3 separate regions of the Mus musculus genome follow, and all the other regions are linked to region 2. A link is a contact called in public HiChIP or PLAC-seq data. All regions are on one chromosome and are shown on one strand. Each heading gives the region's core, a stretch centred on a gene start, on an enhancer-like site or on the middle of the called end of the contact. The rest is flanking DNA. Distances are from core to core; before and after follow the strand shown.

Region 1 (3,852 bases), core at 992-3,491, 190 kb before region 2:
ACCTGGATTGGAAGGAAACTTTTCTGACCTAGGAATGCAAAGCCATAGGTGGTCCAGTGTAGGAGTCAGGGACCACCTGGCTCATGCATCATTTTATGGAGAAAATTGGGACTTGGGGAGACACATAGGACAAACATGACTTGCCCATGGTCACACACCAAACTGGTGTCAAATCCGGCATATTGGAACTTAAGTCTTGGGAGCTCTGTAGACAGACTCTGGTCATCCCAGCTCCAGCACCTAGTTCATCAAGAAAGTGTTTGCAGTCCTATCTGAGTGTGGACTAGCCAGCCAGGGACATGAATTGACCCCAGATATCTATGCAAAGCTTGACCTGAGAGGACAGACTGGAGAAGAAGGGGGAAATCCAAAAGACGAAAATTTAGTGAAGAAAGAGCCAGAGAACAGAATAGTTAAGGAAGGCTTCCTGGAGGAGGAAGACTTGAATATGGAGTTTGAAAGAAGACAAACATGGATTAGCAGAAAGGAAGGGAGAGGGCGGTCCAAGTTTCAGGAAGTTCCATCCAGACTCTTATAAGAATTGATCCAGGCTTCTCCTGTCTCCAGGCCCCTTATATGGAAAACCAAATGTCCACACTCCAGTTCCCTCTGTGCTGAGACAGGAGTTCATCTGGGTCCCCTTGCTTCTTTGCTCCTGCTGATGTGACCCTAACGAGATACTGGGACATCTGAGACAGGGACAGAGCTGGGTGTGAGGAAAGCAGGCCCCTAGTCCTCTGCAGAGCTCCACTTCTGGGCCAGGAGTCCCTGCCCAGGAAAGCGAGGCCACGGCAGCCTGCCTTGATGTGGGGACTATTCCTGCTATCCAGCAAAGCCAGCCAGCCGTGCCCCACTAACCTGTGCCCCCTCCTCTGGGAGCAGGGGCTCTTTCTGCCATGTAATTCATCCTCTGCCCCAGCTCACAGTTCACTCTTCCTACCACAGCCAGCCCGCTTTCAGAGCAGTGGAGATCCGTCCAGATCAGAACCTCCCTGTTGCTCAAGTCACAGGAAACAGCCAGGAACTTCAGGTGCAGAATGGAAGCAGGTAAGCAAGAGGGGACATTCTGACCTGCAGAGGCTAACTAACACTGGGAAGTGGCTCAAGGTTGCAGCAGGGGAACACGAGCCAGACAACGGGAAGAACTAGCCAAGCAGCTCATTAAATGTCCAGGGTTTTGGGATTCCACGTTCAGGCTCAGGGGTATTTTCTGTCTGCCTTTTTCTTTAATACAGCATGCATTGTCCTGCTCAAAGGCAGAGCAATGAACAGTGACCTTCTCTCTCCCTGAACTGTCAAGATTCATGCCTTCCACAGCTCCTTCATGTTCCCTAGTGAGTTACCTGGTAGGCAAGAGCCTAAAAGTAGCTTTGTACTTTTCCATCACTTCCCCAGGCCAAAGCACCACCTTCTAACGCTCCACAGAAGGCTCTCCAGCCCTCACCTCACCACCCCACATTAGAGCACAGCTGATTCAAAACAACATTTGCTACAAAGCAGCCAAGGCTCCAGGAGAAGGCTGGCGTCTTAGCATTCAGGACGCTGGACAGAGCCTTAACACAGTAACTCAATAACTCTTTATTTTATTTTATTTTATTTTTATTTTTGTATCAAAAATTGTTTAAATTTTTTATTGGATATTTTCTTTATTTACAATACAAATATTATGTCCTTTCCCGGTTTCCCTCCCTACCAGAAACACCCTATCACATTCTCCCTCCCCCTGCTTCTATAAGGGTGTTCCTCCACCCACCCACCCACTCCCACCTCCCCTCCCTCGATTCCCCTACACTGGGAGCCTTCATAGGACCAAGGACCTCTCCTCCCACTGATGCATGACAAGGCTGTCCTCTGCTACATATGCAGCTGGAGCCAACACAGTAACTCTTGAAAAGGACCAGGTTAGAGGTAGAATCTGCAGGATTCCATCAAAATCCTGGTCTGTTTGGGAGGCCACAGTGCAGCAGGTTCTGCTCCCCACCACCACCACCTGCTGCCCAGGGTTCCAGGAGCCCAGACTGGCTTTGCATTGGGCAGGACTCCGTATATTGTAGGTACACGCACAGCAACAGCAGTGTTGCACTAAATCAAACCACACTGAGTATAATGCAGATCTACACACACCCATGGTAAAGTTTCTGGGGTTCTGCAGTGTTGGGGGATGGGGTTGAATCAGCAGTTCACAAAGGCTGAGTTCTAACCTCCCAGCCAAGGCGAAAGCAGAAGCCACAGGGCCCCGTCTTTCTCTTTCAGATCCTGCCTCTCAGGCTCCCTGGTTTCCTTGCGCTGCCTTGGTGAGTTCACCCTATCTCTGAGAGTCTGGGGCCTAGGCCAGCAATGGTCAGGAAGAAAGACCTTCATCCTTACTGCTCTGTCTCCTGGTCTCTAAGTCCCACTCTTTGGGGCCAACCTTAGACTTACAGATCAGTGGTTCCTTCACGTGGTTAATGCCAAGAACCCCCTTATGCCATCTGCTCTCAGTTCATGCCCTGAGTGTGTTAGATTTTCATTGCTGTACTGAAATATCTGAGGCAGGATAATGTCATAAAGAAGTTTTGCTTAGCTTACAGTTTTAGAATCTGGAGGCCTAAGACCAGAAAGCCACCTTGGTTTGGCCTCAAGTGCTGGCCTACTGTTGGGTGGTGGATCGGATGTAGGTGAAACAAGAAACCAGACAGCAGGGTGGGCTCAGTCTTGTCCTAAGTTCTCAAAGACACTCAGGGATCATAGAAAACTACTTTATCCCCCTCAGAGGGCAGCTGCTCTGATGACCTAAGGGCCATTAGGCCTCACATCTTAAAGAGCCCACCACTTTATCATCACCATACTCAGGGCTAAGCTGCCACCTTTGTGGAGGCACACTCAAACCATAACCTAACTGTTCCGGAGACTTCCGAGCAGGTCACTGGCTGGATGGAAGCTTTGATAAGGCCATGTAAAGCAGTCCATAAGACTGTAGACCCCCCCATCTTGCCAACCAAGAAACTTTGAGTGAGTGAGCACAGAGCAAGTTGAAAGCAGGGTTGGGTCAGATAGCATTTGGCAGGTACGGAACCAGGCAGGGAAGAGATGATGGGAAAGGGGCCTCTTTGGAAAGACCAGAGAGGCACAGAACATGGCAGGGATGTGGCACTGGAGGCTTTAGTTTGGGGTTTGTTTTGTCTTTAATTATGGGGCAGGTATGTGCATGTGCCTGCAGCACCTGTGGATACCAGCAGAAAGCATCAGATGCTCTGGGTGGTTAGAAGCAGTCGTGAGCTGCCTGTTGTGGGTACTGGGAACCAAACTCGAGTCTCTGAGAGAGAAGGAGGCACCCTTAGCCACTGAGCCATCTCTCCATCCCTGACACTGAAAGTTTTAACTCAAGTTCAAAGGTCAGATGTAAAAGGTAGACCAGAAGACAGGGTAACCAATGGGCAGCTCCCTTAACAGAAGGAAGAAACCCAGTTCCTAGAACGTGCGTATTCCCTGATACCAAAGTAGCTTGTGAGTATCTGTTTACTCAGTGGGGAGTTTCTAGGGACTGTCCATTTGGGCAGGGCTTTCAGAATTCATGATTCCACGCCCTGGTTTGAAGATGATAAATTCCCAGCACAATGGTCACATCCATGTTAAAAAATCTAAATTCCTAAACACACACTAGAGGTGGGTTTCAGGGGAACCTGTGGGTCGTGCTCGATATCTCCCCACGGATGATTCAGGGCTGGTGTGGGTGGATTCTCCCATCCTTCCCATACTATTTCTGAGGGCCCTGCTCCAGGGGTCTCTGGGGAAGCATCCCCTCCCCAGAAGCCTGACTCCCCCTCCTTCCTTTCCCCCCATTGAGTCCAGACTGTGGAAAGAGCCTGAAGA
Region 2 (3,815 bases), core at 53-2,552:
TCTTCTCCTGGCCTCTGACGGCATTGCATTCACATGCACAAACACACACACATACATAATTTAAAATAAAGATAAATCTTTATTTTTAGCATGGAAGATGAATATGCTTATTTATTTCTGAATAAAGAACTAAATCTTGACTAAATATTTTATTCAAAGGGCATATAGCACCATCAGTGTTTATAAGAGTTGATCGATATTTTTGGCTTTTAGGGCTGAAAATGTACTCGGTTGGTAGAGTGCTTGCCTAGTATACATGAGGTTTGATCCACACCATTGCACAAGCCAGGAATGGTGGTACGTGCTTGTAATCCTAACACTGTGAAAGTAACAGCTCTCAGTCATTCTTAGCTACATAATATGTCTGAGGCTACCTGGGCTACACGAAACTCAATCTCCAATTTTTTTTAAATTTTAAATTGTCAATGCTGAGAACACTAATCTACATAAATATGTACTACAAAATAGCAATGTTTAGGGTCATTTCAAAATGACCCATTTGTTGGAACTTCTGTCCTGATCTCAAGCAAAAATCCATTTAATGTTTCTCTTTGAAACTCAACCAACAACTCAAAGCAATTTGAAAATCAAGCATTCTAACACAGCACCGGGGTGTACTAATTTAATACTTACATGCTGAGGGAGGATGGGAAAATATTAGAAGTCTTTGTTTCCATAGGAAACCACTATGTTTCCACACCAACAGGAAACTGTACAATAAGAACAGTGCAGTTCATAGCACAGCACACAAGTCTCAAGCCTGGCAGTTCTCAGCTGCTGCTGGGTGGTCTGGCCGTGGACAAGCGCCTTAGAGCAAGCACTGTTCGAGACCAAAGCTGAATGAATTTCCACCGTGTGAGTCAGGCAACACTGCCAGAAACACCTGGAATTCATCATGTTCTTTATTTTTAATTAATTTGAGGATGAGGGCAGGCAAGATGGCTCAGTGGGTAAGGGTGCTTGCCACACAAGCCTCATGACCTTAGTACAATCCCCAGAACCCACGAAGTGAGAAGAAAATTCTTGACAGCTCTGTCTCTGTCTTTCTGTCTTTCTGTCTTTCTGTCTCTCTGTCTCTCTGTCTGTCTCTCTCTCTCTCTCTCTCTCTCTCTCTCTCTCTCTCTCTCACTCACACACACACACACACACACACACACACCCTCTGAGCCCCAATATTCTTCTCTGCCACCCCCATTCATGATGTCATGGAAACTTCTTTGTGGCTCAGCTTCTAAACACCACAGCCTGCTTTGGGCTGTGGTAAGGCAGCAAAATCCCGGAAGTTGTTATGATAGGGACTGGAACCAACAGGCAATGAAGCAGAGTGGCTGGGCTGACCCTGCCCACAGGAAACCCACAGGGTTAGAAATGCCAAGGGGCCAGGATGGGAAGCTGTCCCTCGTACTGCCTGTCTGGGTCTGAGGAGAGGAAGCCAGAAGTGAGGGGCCACGGGTGGGCAGAACTCAGCCAAGCTAAGACAACTCTCAATCCATGCTTTGGAAAACACAGGCGCCTGCCGACGGAAGGAAACGTCTTTATTGGTTGATCACAGGGGAAGGCGCCGTTGCTATGGCACTTTGAGAAACCTCCATCTTAAGATTTCTTGTTCCGGGGCCAGTTCCCTCCAAGACGGCTGTACTGGGTATCTTCACGATCTCGAAGAGGCTGAGAGGCAAGATACCGAGTCACATCTGAACTGTTCTCCAGACATCCTCCTCCCTCCATCGCCCCCACCCCTAAGGACTACCCCCCCCCCCCGGACATCTCACAACCCTTACTGGCAGGTCTCTTAGTCCTCACTCCCTCTCCTGTTTTTGCCGCCTCCCTCAGGGCTTACCTGATACAGCTGCTCATTCTTCAGCAGTGCTTGAACCTCAGCAGCTAGAAGCAAGGACAGAAAGTCATTGGGAGCTAGGGAAGGTGAGACATTGAGACCTAGGAACACTGCAGGGGTGGGTAGGTTCAGAAGTCAGTCACATCCTCTCTCACCCTCGGAAGTCTGCATGCGCATCACAGGCATACCTGTTCTTTCAGCACCCTATAGTGAGTCCCTAAGACATTATCAGAGAAACTTCCAGATGATGCCAGCCCTACCACCATCCCACATCTTTCAGCCAGTTTATGAGTTCACACACACACAACACACACACACAAAGGGGGGAGGGAGAGGGAGAAAAAGAGAGAGTCTTTCTGCTAACTAACCCCCAGAAGGCCTTCCGGTCTCATGTCCTGCAAAGCAGTAGACGCCCAAAGCCAGGAGCAGAGTTGCGATGAGGTCAATGAAGATGACACCAGCCATGGTGCCCGAGTCTAGCTCCACACAGTTCTGGCACACTGGTGGGGAGAGGAAGAAGAGAGTGTTCAAGGTCACGGAACCGTCTCTGGTCCTAGAAAGACCCTAGGCTCCTCCCGTTCCAAGACACACTTTAGTGAGACTGTAAAGATCTTGCTACTTCCATCTCCGCCCTTATCCCAAGGAACTGCTGAAGAGAGACATGACACACTTCAGCTTTGTGGGGTTTTAACTGAAGAGTAGACTAAGCCCCTCCCCAGACCATCAGTCACAAGCCAGGCCCTGCTGTTCTGCCTCACTTAAACTCTCCCCCAGTTCTGAAGCACTCCTCACACATCTGGTTCACACCACCACGAGTGCCCTTTGTAAACTGGTTCAGCCCAGTCTGCTTTTAGCCCAATGTTTCCACATGCACAGGGCCAGGGATTTCACCCCAGTGAGTCCAGGAGCACATACTTCGGTAATGGACTTGCACAGAAGACACCACCTTTGCCAGCTGCTCTGTCCCATTACACAGATATATCCCTCGTGGGTCCAGAACGCCTTTGCCCAAGTTGAGTGTTTTATTCTTTGCAAACCATCCTTCCACCGTTCCATCTAGATGCATGACGCTGGTATTGCAGGTCACAAATACTTTGTCCTCATATTCGGTCACTTGTATCTTGAAGGGGCTCCCTGAGGTGGAAGACACTGTAGTCAGAGGCAGCTCTCTGGAGCGTAGGCAGCTTATTGCTCTGCATACTTACAGACCATTTGTGTAGTAAGGGACATGATGCCGAGTGAAAGGGGCAGGAGCAACCAGAGGGAGATTTCAGGAAGTTCTCCAGGGACTCGAGGTTCGTGAGAGATGTGGGGATATAGTCCAAGCAGAAAACAGACTGTCCACAGTAGCTTTGTCAGCCTAGAGTCACCTAAGTAGAGAGTCTAATTGAGGGATCACCTACATTAGATAGGCCTTGCAGACATGTCTATAAGGGATTGTTTTAATTGCCTTAGTTGATGCAGGAGGATCCCAGACCACTGTGGATGGCATCAATCCCTGGCAGGGGATCTGGGCTGGACAAGAAAGTTAACAGTGTAAGAATGAGACAGGAAGGGAGCCAGAAAGAGCGTTCTTCTGCGGTTGCTGCTTTGTGCTGCTGATTGAATTTCTGCCCTGACTTCCCTGAACCATAGGCTGACCTGAAACTATAACCAAATAAATCCTTTCTTCCCTTAAGTTCCTTCTGATCAAAGTGTTTTATTACAACCAGAGAATTCAAACTAGGACATAGATCCTGAGGGATCTGGGAGCAAACGCAAAAACTATGAAGCTGTGTTGATCCAAGAACCTTCCAGAAATTAACTTTAGACACCAGGTAGACTGCTGGGGTCCCCAAGAGACCTGAGATGGCAGAGGATATTCTTAGCCTGGAGACTGTGCCTCTTATACTAGAGACTCCTAATTTCTCTTCCTGGCCAATAACTCTCTCACTGTAACTTCTTGTCCTCGTCTCTGATGTCTCTGTTCCAGTATCTGCCA
Region 3 (3,563 bases), core at 1,044-3,543, 240 kb before region 2:
AGCATGAAAGTGGCTGGAAGATGGGGAAATTCTAATCACCTATGTGTTACTGTGAATGTTAACAGGAAGTCTTGGCCAGATTCAAGTTCCCTTGACCAACGAAGGTTGCCCTCTGCCCGAACTCCATGTGAAAAGTCATTGCCACCCACCTCCCATCATCCCTCTGTCCCTCTTCATCTAGAGAGCATTCCAGATACCAAATTCCAGAGTCCTTCCTTCTACAGCTACTCCAGGTTCTAAGAAACTCAGGCAGGAAGACAAATGGGAGTGGTGGGGGATGGGGGGTGGAGCCAAACTGGCAAGAAAGGAGGCTAAAGGCAGGCCGGAGCTCCTAAAGGCAGCCAGGAAAGTGTGCAGGTTGTGCCTCAGATGCTGAGCAAGGTTCAACATGAGCTAAGCTAGGCTGCAGGCCCTTCACTCTCATGGACATTTTAAGCTCCTAGATATAATTATATATTTATTCTTGTTCTAAGAGAGCCTCTAACGACTGGGTAAATATGATGAACATTTGTCATCTCAGCATTCTGGAGGCAGGAAACAGGAAGATCTTGAGTCTAAGATCAGCCCAGGCTACATGGTGAGTTTCCAGGCCAGCCTGAACTATAAGACCAATTTCTATCTCAAAAATGTAACCGCTGGGGCTGGAGAGACAGTCCAGTCGTCAAGAGCGCTTGTTGCTTTTGAGGAAAACCTAGGTTTGGCTTCCAGCACCCGCATGGCGGCTTTACCAACACTCACAGCTCTAGTTTCAGGGGATCTGATGCCCCCGTTGACCTCCTTTGGTAGCATACACATGTGGCACACATAGATGGAGCTAACATACAGAACACACACACATACACAAAATACAAATGCATAAATCTTACATTTTTAAACAACTTTTTAAAATTCCAAATCACAGAGGCCTCAGGAAATCTGGATCGATGTCCCCTCTACACCTCTAGGCAAAAACAACCATCTCTCCCTGTGACGGTTAGCAACATTTGCCGATCTCACGTGATCCAGAATCATCTGTTAGACACACAAATGTACATCGGGTTGATTGCTATAGGAAGACCCTGAATGTGGCCAACGCATTCCACGGGATGGGTTCCTAGATTGAATACAGAGAGAAAAGAGGGCTGGGAGACGGCTCAGTGGGAGAGATGTTTCCTGTGCAAACTTGGGGACATGAATTCAGATCCTCAGCATCCAGGGAAAATAAGGAAGAAGCAATAGAGGGAGATGCGAGCACACACGCGCGCGTGCGCACACACACACACACACACACACAAATACACACACACACACACACACACGCACTCTAAACACCAACATCTCCCCCCCGTGGATCTTGACTGCAGATGTAATGTGACCAGGCTTCTCACCGTTCTCGCTACCATGACTCCTCCACCAACTATGGCTTCTCAAACCATGAACCAGAATAAAGGTTTCCTTCCTTAAAAGGAAAGGCCTTGGTCTTTCCTCAACTGTGTCTGCTGTCACAACTAGAAAGGTAATATACTCTCTCACCCTATAACCCTCTACCCTGCAGCCTCATCCCACAAACACTGCCTGGCACTGTCCTGTCATACCCAAGAGGACGGGCCAACTAGGCTCCTACTTCAAGGCCATGGCCTAGGGTATGGTCCTACCTGTGCTCTTGTAACCTCCCCTCTAGTTTCCCACTGGCCTTTCAGGGCCCCCAGCACATCCTGCATTCAGCAGGAAGCCATCACTCAAGTTCCAGAGTCAACAGTGCCATATTCAGCAGCCCCCTGTCACACACAGATGCTGTACCTGGAACTGCGGGTTTGGGACCCACCTGCCTTCTCTGGAGATGGATTTACCCATGTCTGTGTGCCCAGAGCCTGTCTCTCCAGCTCAAGGCAGAACCCACTCGGGTTCAGGGCAAATGTTTCTTGGATGCAGTAAATGCCCAAGCAGGGCTAATTCTGGAGACAGTGACTGAAAAGTACAGAGGGCAGTCCTGAGATCACATCACAGTGGCTGTCATACTGTAGCCATACTGTCTCTGGTTGGAAGAAGATACTGTGCTTGACCTGATCTGGGCAATTCACGTTCCTTCTTGAAGGCAATGCTTTCTCTCTACTTTCTATGGTTGCCCTCTGCCCCATAACATATACACAGCCATTTCCTTCTGTCTCCCTTGGCTCTTGAAGGAACATGAGCCACGTTCTCACTGCAAATATCTCACTGTAAAAATCTTACAAACTTTCACACCACAGCACGGAAGAACACATTCCTGTGAGCCGTGCGCCCCCTAGTGGCAGAAATGGTTCCTTTTCCAACAAGGGAAGGGCTCTTGGAAGGCTAAATGGTAGAACCGCTTATGTAATTGCCTCTTCAGGCCAGTCCTAGCTTGTTGTGTGTTTATTCAATTGTCATACACTGTTGTTTTGCCAGACAGACAAGAAAAGGAGGCCCAAGAGTCACTACAGATCTCTGGTAGAGAAGACAAACAAAGGGAGAGTCTCTTCCAGAGAAGTGTGACACACCACTTAAGTTAAAGGGAGTCTGAGAACGCTGCAAGAACCCTGATTTGGGGGTACCACTGAGAGGACTCCCTGGGATCACATGACACTATTGCTATGCTCACATCCATGTAACTGGGTAACAGTTCAGCTTCCACACGCGGGGCCCGCTGTGGTGGGAGGTAATTGTTCCAGAGTCAGAGTGTTGTGGTTCAACTGTGATAAGACACTTTGCAAGAAAATGGTGGAGTTTCTCCAGGGGCCTAGAAACCAAACCAGGAAGGGGCTGAAGTTAAGAGACCAGAGGAGTCAGGAGACCCAGTTCCTTCAGAGGAGAAAATATAGTTGTAACAAACGACGAGACCAGAAAGGAGAAGAAATGGACGACAGACCACTGAGCATTGAGTTTTGCGAAGCCATGAGGCCATTTTGTGAAATTAAATGCAAATTTTTAAAAAAATCAATAGCTATACTCAGCATCAATTCACCTACATTCATAATTTGATAACTGGCTCCAGAATCAGGCTAACCACAGGCATGAGAGTAAACTCTGTTGGCGCCAAGGAAGTAGGGCAGCTAACTGTTCTACATAAGTAGAACGTGTCCTACAGTCATTTAAAAGAATTTCCAGGCTTGGGGGGCTGAGGCAGGAGAATTACAAGTGAAGGATCTGCCTTGGGTATCTCAATAAGACCCTGTCGAGAAATAGAAAACAAAACAACAACAAACAAAAACAAACAGACAAACAAAAGACTGTAGCTCAGTGGTAGGGAGTTTGTCTTGAGAGGCCTCTCAAGTATGTGGGGCAGCTACTCTGTTGTGGGACTATTCTGTTGAAGCAGGAAGTTACTGTCCATAGCACATTTTTGGCTCCTACTCAGCCCTGGAGACTTCCTGTAGCCCCAAGGTGATCCCATACCCCTTGTGCCAGTTCTGCCCCACCTTGTATTGAGGTTTCTCCTCTAAAGCAATATCAACTCTGGTATTCACCCCAGGGCCAGGTGTATGGGAGAGTCCTGGGTTGGGATGGGTCCTGGGTGGAGTGGGCGTAGGCAGATCTGGATAGTCAGGTGGCCAAAGCATAGATAC

What was found. HiChIP or PLAC-seq counts read pairs in DNA pulled down with a chosen protein or histone mark.
Region 1: a contact with region 2 is called in an H3K4me3 HiChIP or PLAC-seq map of bone marrow-derived macrophages, with 4 times the contacts expected there. The contact joins two enhancer-like sites. A contact is called at or near these places in 6 of 39 promoter capture datasets (the C10 cell line, cranial neural crest, embryonic stem cells and 3 more), 2 of 115 datasets of contacts at active chromatin or transcription factors (bone marrow-derived macrophages and large pre-B cells) and 3 of 9 other capture datasets (adipose tissue, embryonic stem cells and pancreatic islet).
Region 3: an H3K27ac HiChIP or PLAC-seq map of large pre-B cells shows a contact between it and region 2, with 2.2 times the contacts expected there. The contact joins two enhancer-like sites. A contact is called at or near these places in 1 of 39 promoter capture datasets (liver), 2 of 115 datasets of contacts at active chromatin or transcription factors (bone marrow-derived macrophages and large pre-B cells) and 1 of 9 other capture datasets (liver).

The regions. Positions count from the first base shown.
Region 1 is chr9:45,177,845-45,181,696 of GRCm38.p6, reverse strand. Tmprss4 (transmembrane protease, serine 4) reads left to right here. Exons shown (of 13, transcript NM_145403.3): 6 at 946-1,047; 7 at 2,254-2,294; 8 at 3,832-3,852. Among named protein-coding and RNA genes, the nearest start is that of Gm39327, 11 kb to the right of the region's middle. Within about 2 kb of position 2,241, at least 21 of the 459 cell types and tissues checked have an H3K27ac peak or open chromatin away from gene starts, as enhancers often do. A contact at or near this core is called in bone marrow-derived macrophages, where this site is marked.
Region 2 is chr9:44,984,123-44,987,937 of GRCm38.p6, reverse strand. Cd3d (CD3 antigen, delta polypeptide) reads right to left here. Exons shown (of 5, transcript NM_013487.3): 2 at 2,750-2,968; 3 at 2,203-2,334; 4 at 1,838-1,881; 5 at 886-1,665. The coding sequence ends at 1,594. Among named protein-coding and RNA genes, the nearest start is that of Cd3d, 4.2 kb to the right of the region's middle. Within about 2 kb of position 1,302, at least 157 of the 459 cell types and tissues checked have an H3K27ac peak or open chromatin away from gene starts, as enhancers often do. A contact at or near this core is called in bone marrow-derived macrophages, where this site is marked.
Region 3 is chr9:45,220,456-45,224,018 of GRCm38.p6, reverse strand. The region is part of intron 1 of BC049352 (cDNA sequence BC049352); the gene reads right to left. Among named protein-coding and RNA genes, the nearest start is that of Tmprss4, 18 kb to the right of the region's middle. Within about 2 kb of position 2,293, at least 35 of the 459 cell types and tissues checked have an H3K27ac peak or open chromatin away from gene starts, as enhancers often do. A contact at or near this core is called in bone marrow-derived macrophages, where this site is marked.